2 separate regions of the Sus scrofa genome follow, and region 1 is linked to region 2. Evidence: chromatin contacts called from public Hi-C data. All regions are on one chromosome and are shown on one strand. The core of a region is the stretch at or near the end of the contact, and the rest is flanking DNA. Distances in the headings are between cores, read along the strand shown. Region 1 overlaps UVRAG (UV radiation resistance-associated gene protein). Region 2 holds the start of UVRAG (UV radiation resistance-associated gene protein).

Evidence for each region. A called contact is a pair of places that touch in the nucleus more often than the background predicts.
Region 1: a Hi-C map of liver shows a contact between it and region 2, with 2.8 times the contacts expected there. The contact joins the enhancer-like site here to the promoter of UVRAG in region 2. A contact is called at or near these places in 1 of 5 promoter capture datasets (liver), 11 of 47 Hi-C or Micro-C datasets (alveolar macrophages, embryonic fibroblasts, fetal heart ventricle and 6 more) and 1 of 2 datasets of contacts at active chromatin or transcription factors (alveolar macrophages).

Annotation. Positions count from the first base shown.
Region 1 is chr9:10,130,306-10,136,064 of Sscrofa11.1, forward strand. The region is part of intron 4 of UVRAG (UV radiation resistance-associated gene protein); the gene reads left to right. Among named protein-coding and RNA genes, the nearest start is that of UVRAG, 44 kb to the left of the region's middle. Within about 2 kb of position 2,051, at least 11 of the 83 cell types and tissues checked have an H3K27ac peak or open chromatin away from gene starts, as enhancers often do. A contact at or near this core is called in liver, where this site is marked.
Region 2 is chr9:10,086,897-10,092,851 of Sscrofa11.1, forward strand. UVRAG (UV radiation resistance-associated gene protein) reads left to right here and starts at 1,883. Exons shown (of 16, transcript XM_021062526.1): 1 at 1,883-2,213. The coding sequence starts at 2,191.

The sequences.
Region 1 (5,759 bases), core at 801-3,300, 44 kb after region 2:
TTGTTGCTATTTCTTGGGCCGCTCCCGCGGCATATGGAAGTTCCCAGGCTAGGGGTTGAATCGGAGCTGTAGCCACCGGCCTACGCCAGAGCCACAGCAACGCGGGATCCGAGCCGCGTCTGCAACCTACACCACAGCTCACGGCAACGCCGGATCGTTAACCCACTGAGCAAGGGCAGGGACCGAACCCGCAACCTCATGGTTCCTGGTCGGATTCGTTAACCACTGCGCCACGAAGGGACCTCCAAGGAGGTGTTAATTTTTAAGTTCTCACTTGTGATTCAGGTGTGTATGGGATGCATTACACACATTGTTTCTCATCCCGATAGCAGTGCTACAAAGTCAGAAGGATTCCTGTGTTAGAGTGAAGGAAACTGAAGTTCAGACAGATGGAGGAACTTGCTCTAGGACCAGAGCTGGTGGGGAGCCCGGCTCTTTGACAGCTTTGTGCTGCCTCCCTTATGTCACACTTCCTTCCGCTGGGTCTAGTGGAGGCCCGTGATGGGCCTTGTAATTGAATAAACAAAGCTCTGTATTTTTAGGGAAAGCGTGTGACATACTTGTCAGAACCAAAACTTCTGTTGGAATTGTGACGGCTAGAGCTGTTTTTAAATCTTGGGAAAAAGCTGGATGAACAGAATAGACACTTTTAAAGAGTTACTGGCCTGAGGGAAGCTTAAACAAGTATATGTTTTAGTTGAATTGTGACCAAATGAATTAACTGTGTATGTGTGTGTGTGTCTGTGTGTGTGTGCCTGTGTGTGTGTGTGTCTGTGTGGGGTGTGCGTGTTGTGTGCATGAGAGAGAGAGAGAGAAGAGAAGAGAGAGGCAGAGGCAGAGAGAGTAGGGGTCGCTGCTCTTGCCTGTGTCGTCTTAAGTTTCTGGTGTTACCCTTCCTCATCTTCAAGGCTTTGCAGTCTCTGCCGGACAGTTACATAATTGGGGGGGGGGGGGGCAATTGACCCCTGCAATTACAGGACCAGGGAAGAAGAGGAGTCTGTGGAAACATGGAGGGGAGGGTGGTTAGGAAAGGTTTCTAACAGTGGCAAGACAGGAAGGATGAAGACAGGTGAACGAGGCAGGGCAAAGGGAGTTTATTGGGCTGAGGAATAAGGACTGCTTATACATTTAGTTTGCAATTCTTAAGACTTGTATGTTTTGGGAAAGTTGGAACAGCGTTTTTGATTCTTAGGTGTATTTCTTGTGACCATACATTTGTGGTAAGTGATAAGAATAGTGGTCACTTGTTTCTGCTTTGATATTTTCTTTATATGTGTATTTCTTTAATAACCAAGAGGTATCAGGAGTTCCCGGGCCAGGGATCAAGCCCATACCGTAACAATAACCAGAGCCACACCAGTGACAATGCTGGATCCTTAACCCTCTGAGGCACCAAGGAACTCCAAGGCTCTTTTCTTTTCTTTTTTTTTTTTAAGTTTACAGGATTCTATTCCATCTAATTTGACAGTTTAAGCGGTCCTTTTGGTATGCTTCCTGTTTTTGTTTCTCTAAGCATTTGTGCAGTTGGTGGTTTATTGAATTCCATTCTACCCTGCTGTTTCACTCCTGCACTTTCATGGTCCCAGCTCACTGTGGAGAGGGACCTCTTGTAGGCATGGCTGGGGCCCGGGCCTGGGCCTGGGCTTTGAATCATGTTCCTGTTGCCTTTTAAGACTGCAACGCGTCCAGTTTATATAGTTCAGTTAGTGCCTTTAAGAGAATAGCCCTCTGGATCTCCACTTATCTCTCTGGGTTCTAGCTTTCCTTTTGGCTTGGAAAATCTTTGGTGATGATGGTGCTTTATTATTATTTTTAAAAATATGAAATTCCCTGGTGACCTAGCGGTTAAAGGATCAGGTGTTGTCACTACTGGACCTTGGATTGCTGCTGTGGTGCGGGTTTGATCTCTGGCCCAGAAACTTCTGCATGCCAGTTGCAGCCAAAAAAAAAAAAAAAAAAAGTTCAGCTGGCATTCTTAGTTGTTTTCAGTGGGAGGATTTTCTAGCCCGCCGTTATCAGAAGTGGCTGGCTCCCTTCCATTCATTCCTGCGGCCGAGTATGAAATTTAGTCTTACTGTTTCACAGTTACCTGCTCTGTTTTACCCAAAATATTATTTCCTATCCCCATTGCCCATCATTTTCAATAAATTTGTCTAAGAATAACTTTAGCTTCTTAAAATAACTAATGAAAGATTTGCTTCGAATCTTTCAAAAAGAGATTTGCTACTACCAAACATTTCAGTGTATATTTCCTACAAACAAGGAGCGTTTTACATAATCACAGAAAAGTATAACTTGGACACAGTACATTTATCCAACCACAGGCCTTCATCCCCCACCCCCAGCTTTGTTGAGGGACAGTTGACAGAAATTGTGTATATTAAGGTGTGTGGTGTGATGTTTTGGTGTGTGTGTATACACACATATATATATATAGATACTGGTTTCATTTCCTTTGGATAGCTACCCAGAAAAGGGATTATTAGATCATATAGTAGCTGTAGCTTTTGTTTTTTGGTTTTTTTTTTTTTTTTTTTTTTGGTCTTTTTAGGGCCACACGCACGGCATATGGAGGTTCCCAGGCTAGGGGTTGAATCAGAGCTGTAGCTGCCGGCCTGCGCCACAGCCACAGCCACAGCCACGCCAAGTCCAAGCCGTGTCTGCGACCTACACCACAGCTCACAGCAATGCCAGATCCTTAACCCATTGAAAGAGGCCAGGGATTGAACCTGCGTCCTCACGGATATCAGTCAGATGTGTTTCCCCTGAGCCACAGTGGGAATTCCGGTAGTTCTAGTTTCAATTTTTTTGAGTTCCCTCTGTCCTGTTTTCCAAGTGGCTGTACCAGTTTACGTTTCCACTGAACTAATTCACAGTCATAATTCAGATACTGTCAACTCTCCAGGACCCAATTCAGAATCACTCTGTTTTTAGTTGTCATGCTGCTTTATTCTTATTAGTCTGCACAGTTGTTTTTAGCCTTTTGGGGGGGGGTGTTGGCTTCAATTTTTGAAACTATACAGACCAGTTATTTTGTAGATTCTCTTTCAATTTGTCTGTTTCCTCATGATTACATTCAGGTTATGCATTTTTGGCAGGGAAACCATAGATGCAATATTATATTCAGTGTTTTGTTTTAGGAGACACATGTTATTGGCTTGTCCCAATATTGATGGTAACTTTTGTCACTTGACTACAGTGGTGCCTGTCAAGTTTTTCCATTGTGAAAATATAATTTATCTTTTTCTTTTCTTTTATTCTTTTTTTTTTTTTTTGCTTTTTAGGCCTGCACCCATGGCATATGGAAGTTCCCAGGCTAGGGGTCGAATTGGAGCTACAGCTGCCAGCCTACGCCAGAGCCACAGCGACGCAGGATCTGAGCCGCGTCTGCGACCTACACCACAGCTCTTGGCAACGCTGAATCCTTAACCCACTGAGCGAGGCGAGGGATCGAACCTGCAACCTCATGGTTCCTGGTCAAATTTGTTTCCGCTGTGCCATGATGGGAACTCCTAATTTTTCCTTTTATAATTAATAAGTGATTTGTGGGGGAGAAACTTGGAGGCTTTGTATACATCCTGCTTCTCATCAAATGCTTGCTCACCAGTTTTAGCATCCATTGATTTTCTAACTCGCTCCTTGAATATTTATTATTTGGCATTCTAATTTTCCTTTATCTCCTATTTAATTAATACTAATCTCCATCTTTATGGACTCAAAGGTTCTGTTTTATTCAGTGAGTTATAATCTATTAGCATCATTATTTATTTTGATGCTGAACTTATCCCACGTTTGGTTAGTGAGAGCTCTGTGAATGGATCCTTTGGCATCATTCTTTGAGTGCTTCCTTACCCTCTGGCCCAAGATGTCCCAGAGGCACTTTGTACTCTTCCTGCCCCAGCCCTGGAATCAGCCTTTTCCCCGAGGAACTTTGGTTCCTTTTAGTGAAACTGCTGAATAGACAGATCTGAGCAGGCTCATTGCTACTGGTGTGCTCATTACTTCCAGACTTTCTTAAGGCACTGAGCTAGGAACACACACACACACACACACACACACACACACACACACACACACACACGGTACCCCTATGTCTATTGTCCTGTCTGTCTCTCTATTAAAAACAATGCATTCACACCATTCTTACCAATTTCAGTCCACCTGAGCTCTCAATTCATTTGTAACTCCATCTTCCAACCGTGAAAAGCCTGGCTTCCACTGTGCTCAGAATATTTCCTCATGCTTAGAAAACACAGAAAGTGGCCTTAGAATGACTGATTCTTCCCACTGTAAGAAACAAACGTATACATTAGAGTTCAATATTTATTTACAGATTTTTTTAAAAGTAAAAGTTATATACCATGAAAGGCATACATTTTAACCATGCAGCTTGCTGAACTTTCGTAAGTGCCTATATACCTGTCAAGACATATACATTTGCCATCATTCCAGAAAATTCCCTGTTGCTCAGTTCTTATCCCCACAAGAAGAAGTTATTTTTCGCCATGGATGAGTTTTGCCTCTTTTAGGACAGTACATCATATAAATGGAATAATCATATAGTATGTATTTTTTTTTTGTATTCTGTTTTTAATTTTTGCCTGACTTTCCAGCTATATTTCTTTGTATTAATTTTGTAGTCATTGCTCTAAGGATCATTACATATACTCTTAACTTCCTCATGTAAAACAGAAGAACCTTGCAGCATATGGTTCTGGCTGTTCTGTTATTTCATATATGTGACCCTCTCTACAGTTAGAGCTTTTGCTTCAAACAGTCATATATGGTATAAAGAATGTAGGAGCTTTTTTTTTTGAAAATTTATACCATTGCAGGTCTGCCTTTTAAGATGGCCTAGCTAATCTTTGATACGCATTTGTAAAAGGCACCGTGTGTTAACAGGATAAAGAACCCAAGACACCCAAACTGAGCCACTCTCCCCAACTTCCTCTTTGTGCACGTGTATCCGTTTTAAGGCAGATGCTCTTCTGTGCGGAGCACAGCAGAAGATCCACATTCTGTACAAGTTCACACATTCTCAGGTGTTTTTCAGGGCCATTTGTCAGGATATTTGTTTATGATAAAGCCTATTTAAACAGTTTTTTCCTAATGAAGCTTAAAGAAGTTGCTACACAATTTTGAAAAATCATTTAGAGCTGTCCTTCCAGACCCTTCATAGAAAAGTTCAATCTTTTCCCTTTGTTTCTTCTTTTAAAAATGTCCGTATCAATTTGTTCAGTATGTCAGGGTGTTCTTGCTGGAGCCAGTGACCGGCTTCTGACAAAATAGCCTGAAATAGTTTTTAGCAGAAGTCTTTGTGACTTCAGCCGTCTCAGCCGCCATAAATGCGTCTTTCTCTCCCCATGGTCGTAGTGTTGGCGTGATCCCCATGGGCTGTTGGAGAGGCAGGCAACCTGTCTGCACGCACTGAGGTTCAGGTTCTTCATGCCTCCGAGTGGAAGAAATTCAGCGAGAGACAAAGTGATAGGCAAGAAATAGGTTTATTAGGATAGGACGCTTGAGAGAGATGCAAGCAGGCAGGCATGCAAGCTCTGCCAAAAATAAGGAATTTATAATTACTCAGCATTAACTTTTTTTTTTTTTTTTTGTCTTTTTAGGGCCACACCCACAGTATATGGAGGTTCCCAGGCTAGGGGTTGAATCGAAGCTGTAGCCACCGGCCTACACCACAGCCACAGCAATGCAGGATCCGAGCCGCGTCTGTGACCTACACCACAGCTCACGGCAACGCGGGATCC
Region 2 (5,955 bases), core at 633-3,132:
CTTTATTTACATTGATTTACTTAATTCCCACAGCAACCTTGCTACTGTTTGGCAGATGGGAAAAATTACAGCTGAGAGAGCGGAACTGGCTTGCCTAGGAACATGTAGCTAAAAGGTGGCAGAGCCAAGATTCCAAAAGTTCCTGATTCCTGCTGTGCCTAACTCTAAAACACTGTGTTCTTTCTGCTACATCGGTCTATATGGTGGGGAAACTCACAGTCTAGGAGGGAAAAAGGCAGGTCATTATTTCTGCAGAATGACTCCATGGTATTTACTATGGAAGCAATTGCTATAGATGCTATCATTATGATCAAGGAAGTCTTTATGGGAGTTCCCATCTTGGCGCAGTGGAAATGAATCCGACTAGGAACCATGAGGTTGCAGGTTCGATCCCTGGCCTTGCTCAGTGGGTTAAGGATCCGGCATTGCTGTGAGCTGTGGTGTAGGTCGCAGACGGGGCTCAGATCTGGCATTGCTGTGGCTCTAGCATAGGCCAGCAGCAACAACTCCGATTAGACCCCTAGCCTGGGAACCTCCATATGCCACTGGTGCAGCCCTAAAAAGACAGAAGACAAAAAAAAAAAAAAAAAAAAAAAAAAAAGGAAGTCTTTATGGAAGAAGCAGCATTTGAACTGGGTTTTCACTTCAAAAACACGTCCTAATTCTCTGCCCCGTGCTGGGAATCCAGAGGTGAATCAGAGAAGATTCTCCTGCTTGAGGAATTCATTCTGTTTGTGGAAGGGGTACGTGTGGCTACATGTGTCTTACACACTTATTAAAAGACGATGGATAGAATAATCAGGAATGTGGTAGAGGTAAGTTTCCTAATTCAGGGTCCCAGAGGGAATCACAGATGTTCAAGAAAGGATCCCAGCAGGTCCCACTGTGGCACAGAGAATTAAGGATCCAGTGTTGCTCAGGTAGCTGCTACGGCGTGGGTTCCACCCCGCGTTCCCTCCACCCCCACCCCTCTGGGTTAAGGATCCTGCTTGCCACACAGCTGTGGTAGGTTGTAGGTAGCAGCTGCGGAGAGAATTCCATCCCCGGCCTGGGAACGTTCTTTTGCCAAAGGGCGTGGCCCCCAAAATAAAAGGATCCTAGGCCCAGATGAGATCTGATGGGCAAGTAAGCCTCATTAATCAGGAGGAGAAAAGTAGAGAAGGCTTTTCAGGGACAGCATAAACAACCCACTCACAGAAATGAAATAGCATCCTGAGTGCCTGGCTCAGCGTACCAGTTAGTGCAGGGGCAGGAAGGGCGGGACTTGTGGGATGGAATTGGTCGTGGGTGGAGCTGGTGGAACTGCCCGACAAGTTTCTGGTCTCAGTACATCCTGCGTGGTGGTTTTCTGCAGAAGCGTAAAATATTCTTTTCAAGCCCCGCACGTCGACAGGAGCCCCTCAGGAAAAGCCTGCTCCGGGGTTTGCAACTACAGACTCAGCTGGTGCCAAGGAAGTCCCCGCTCTCCAGGAGAGGCCAGTTACCATGGCAACTAGGTTAGGGCGGAAGCGGCTCCCAAAACTGACTCTCACTAATCAGGTGACTCTCCTGCCTCCTACACGTGACACCAGAGCCCGAGCGCACAGTCTACCTAATCAGACTCCGCCCCTCATTTCCTTTACAGACAACTGACAGCGACCTCGAGCAATGGTCTCCGCGGCTCCTCCCAGAGGCCCCGCCCCTTGGTAGTGAAAGACCCAATTAGACTGGAAAGAAAAGAAGCAACGCCCCAGGTTTCACCCCGGCTTGACAGGCGCAATTTAGGCCGTCCCTGGGTCCCTCCGCCCCTGGTTCATTCCTACCCGCGATGGACAGACCGTCTGCCCAATAGCACGTCCCTCGTCTGTCCTTGGTTCCCGCCCCCGTGAGAGCCGAACCAATGGGCAAGCCAGGTCTCAGCGGGTGGTGGGGGGTTGCACTGCGGTAATATGGCTCTTCCTTAGCGAGCGGCGGCGGCAGGCGGAGGTGGGGTAGAGAGGTCCTGCCTCTCGGGTGGTTGGTTTCTGGGCTGTAGGGGCTCGGCAGGTCGTGACTGGGCGGTGGTGGCGGATGCCGGAGGAGCGCGGGCCCCGCCGCTTGGCGGCCCCCGGGTTGAGATGAGCACCTCGGCGTCGGTCGGGGGCCCGATCCCCCAGCCGCCCCCGGGCCAGGCCGCCGCGCTGCCTCCCGGTTCCACCGCGCGGGCCCTGCATGTGGAGCTGCCGTCTCAGCAGGTAACCCCGCGGGCTCGCGGCGCTGGGAGGGGCTGGGAGGAGGCTCGTGAGGGGACCCCGTAGCCGGCGGGCTGATTCCGTGCCAGCCGGGAGACCCTGAGAAGTGGCCGGGGAGAACTTGGAGGGCCGGGGAGGGCTGTCCAGAGGTCTTGGGAGGAGAAAGAAGGATCCAGGGATGGCCGAACCTCTGGGGGATTCCCGGGTCCCAGGAGACCTCCCTTTGCAGGAGATGGGCTGGGAAGGGGCGGGAAGGGATCCAGTGAAACTCCCTAGGGGGCCCGGCGGGTGTCCGCCACTCCCTGCGTAAGGAGCTGGGGATTCCCTGGCGCAGACCCTCCCCTTTATCCGCTTGGGGAGGGACCCGGGGAAGCCCTGGTGTCCCAGGAGAGACGGGGAACCTCTTTTCTTTCCTCAACCCACTTACTTGATGACAAACTAATTGGTACTCTGTAGTTGCGGAGAAGTGAGGAGTCTTTAGGGTTTCGAGCATTTACTTTTAATCTCTCCTTATTATGAAGTACTCCACTGAGCTTCTCAAGAAAATTCTTTTGAGGCTTTGGGTTTCCTTCCTCGTCCTCCGACTTCCACGGAGAGCATTTTAGCCGTTTAGGGGGGCGCTTTGCTATTGCATTCGGTCAAAAGAGTATCTGTGGAAGGACGATTTGATGTACATATTCATGTGCATATTCTTTAGCCAGGCTTACAGGGAGGGCTTCTTTGAGCCACGCTTGGATCCACATTGTAGGCGGATAAGAAAGCGAGGACACCGAGTTTGGGGACCTGACAGAATTCTTTGTGTCACCCACGTCTGTGGAGTGCCTCTTCCTTCCTTCTCTCCCTTGCTTCTTTCTATCTCCCAAGAGGAGACTTCGCAGGAACCTTAGCATTAAAGAGACTTAGAATGCCTTTCATCATCCCCTTTCCATGAAGTGGACCTCAGGAAAACGATCAGTTATTGAGTGTGAACCATGTTAGATTAATGCCAGGTGCTCAACTGGCTGCTGGTTAATTTAATCTCCCACGTCTGGGAAGTAGCGATTTTTATTAGCCCCATTTTGTAGGTCAGGAGACTGAGGCTTAAATACGGCCAAGCCCTGCAGTTACTAAGTGGCTGGGCTGGGTTTCAGAATCCAGCTGGTGACCGATTACAGCCCCAGCACGTGGTTGTCGTGCTGCAGACTTGAGCAACCTTTTCTCCGCTATCTTCACACAAGACAGAGCACTTTCCTTCCTACCCTTCCTCCAGCTTCCCATCCCTGTCTTAGTATTTAGGAAAGAGCCAGACTTCCGGAAGAGTGCGGAGGTTGGGGGCAGAGGGTCGGTGGGAAACGGGATGGATTGAATACGGGAAAGTGTGGAGACGTGGGGGCTGCTAAAGGAAGAGGAGAGTTGGACATCAGCGCGACAGTGGTGGCCATTGAGCTGAGTTGTTTGCAGAAGCAAGGGCTTTTTGTGCGGTAACAGAGGATTGAAAAGACTGGCATAGCGCGGGCCCGGGTTTTGTGGCCCTCTTGGGAAGGGAGTTTGTGGAGAATCTTAGGAGCTTCAGGGTGGTGACGTTTGGATTGTATTTACGAGGTGCTGGGGGAGAGTGAAAGCCTGGTGGGGGAGACTAGCCTCAGGAATGAGCATTCATGCGAATTTGCAAGTGTGTGTAGGTGGATGACTGGGATAGGCAGTGGTGGCCACTGTTACAGGCATCCTGGAGACCTCCTGAGTCCAGAGCCAAGAGGGATTTAGTTTGGGAGCGCTTTGGGGAAATGTGGAATTAGGAAAGAGAAAGCATCATTTGTTTCCTAGAGCCTGTTCTCTGATAACAGTTCCCAATTTAACATTGGGGGAAATAATCCAAACAAACTGTCCACGGACCAAATCCAACTGCATTTGTAAGCGTTTGTCCAGTGTTTGGATTCGTGCCCAGGGATATATAGTGGCCTGAGTGTAGGGCTGAACGCTGTATGATCGCTGAGTGTGGGATTTACAGCTTTCTGGGGGTGTCATCCTCCTTGAATTCTTGGAAGGCAGCCTATATAACAAAAGCACTTTTGCTTTTGCTCTTGACATTAGCTTCGCTTTCTGGGTCAAAATGCTCAAGTTTTTAGGATAGAAATATAGAATATTTTAAAAAGTAAGCGTTTTTGTTGAAGGGTTTTCCATATACAGTGTGTGTATTAGTACACAGCTTAATGAATTGTTCAAAAGCAAAAAGTTTTAGCCCAATTAAGAAATACACAATTATTACGTCCCACAAGTCCCCCTTGTGTTCTCTCAGTCTCTCTTTCCTTTCTCTCCAAAGGAATCACTATTTTGATTTCTAACATGAAAGTTTTTGCCTGTTCTTAAATTATATATACGTGGAGTCATGCAAAGTGTATTCTTTTGCTCATTATTGTTGGTGAGAGTCATAGAATGAATTTCTTTCTTTCCATCCTTCCTTCCTTCTTTCTTTCCTTTTTTCTTCTTCCTTTCTTCCTTTCTTTTCCTTTTTTAGGGCTGCATCTGCAGCATGTGAAAGTTCCCAGGCTAGCGGTCAAATCCGAGCTACAGCTGCCGGCCTACAGCAACTTGGGCTCTGAGCTGAATCTGCAACCTACAACACAGCTCATAGCAATGCCGGATCCCCAACCCACTGAGCGAGGCCAGGGATTGAACCCACATCCTCATGGATACCAGTTGGGTTTGTTTCTGCTGCGCCGCAATGGGAACTCTCTAAAACTTTTAGCATTAATTTGTTGTCTTTTTTGCCTGTGACTTCGGCAGAATTTCAGAGGTTTGGATAAATTTGAAATCCAGTGATCTTTCTTTTAAATAACACTTTGAAAATTGTGTCATTTTAATAGATTCCATGCTATTTGATAAGGTGTCATATTTCTAAACAGATAAATCTGTTGATTTAGGATTTCTACAATAAAGTTGGTTATCGCAACGCATAGATTCAGTCGTTTGTCCCCCGGACTCTCAGCCTATTTCTTTTCTTTCTTTTCTTTTCTTTCCTTTCTTTCATTCTTTCATTCTTTGCTTTTTAGGGCAGCATCACGGCATATGGAGGTTCCCAGGCTAGGGGTCTAATTGGAGCTACAGCTGCTGGTCCATACCACAGCCACAGCAACGTGGGATCCCAGCCTCGTCTGCAGGCTACACCACAGCTCATGGCAACACCGGATCCTTAACCTACTGAGTGCGGCCAGGGATCGAACCTGCAACCTCGTGGTTACTAGTCAGATTTGTTTCTGCTGTGCCACAATGGGAACTCCTCTCAGCCTATTTCTAAGGGAGGGTTTTTCAGCCTGGGCACTGTTGACATTTTGGGTGAGTAGGTGTGTTTGTAAGATGTTTATCCACCTCTGTGGGTTCTACCCATAATATATCAGCAGCACCAACTTAGGCCTGACAATCAAAAATGTCTTTAGATGGTGCCAGGTGTCTCTTAGGAGCAGAATTACTTGTGGTTGAGAACCATTTTTCCCAGTTATATTTTTGTTTTAGGATAGAGAGAATCCCTGCTATTATTTACTCAGTTATTCCAGTCTTAAGTCCCATGGATTCCAATGGCGGTATTGTTTTTGTTTTGTTTTGTCTTGTTTTTTGGCTGCACCTGTGGCATGTGGAAGTTCCCAGCCCAGGGATGGAACCCACATCACAGTAGTGACTTGAGCCACAGCAGAGACAATGCTGGATCCTTAACCCGCTGAGCCACCAGGGAACTCCTGTTTTGTTTAAAGTATTAATTTACTGTGTATTA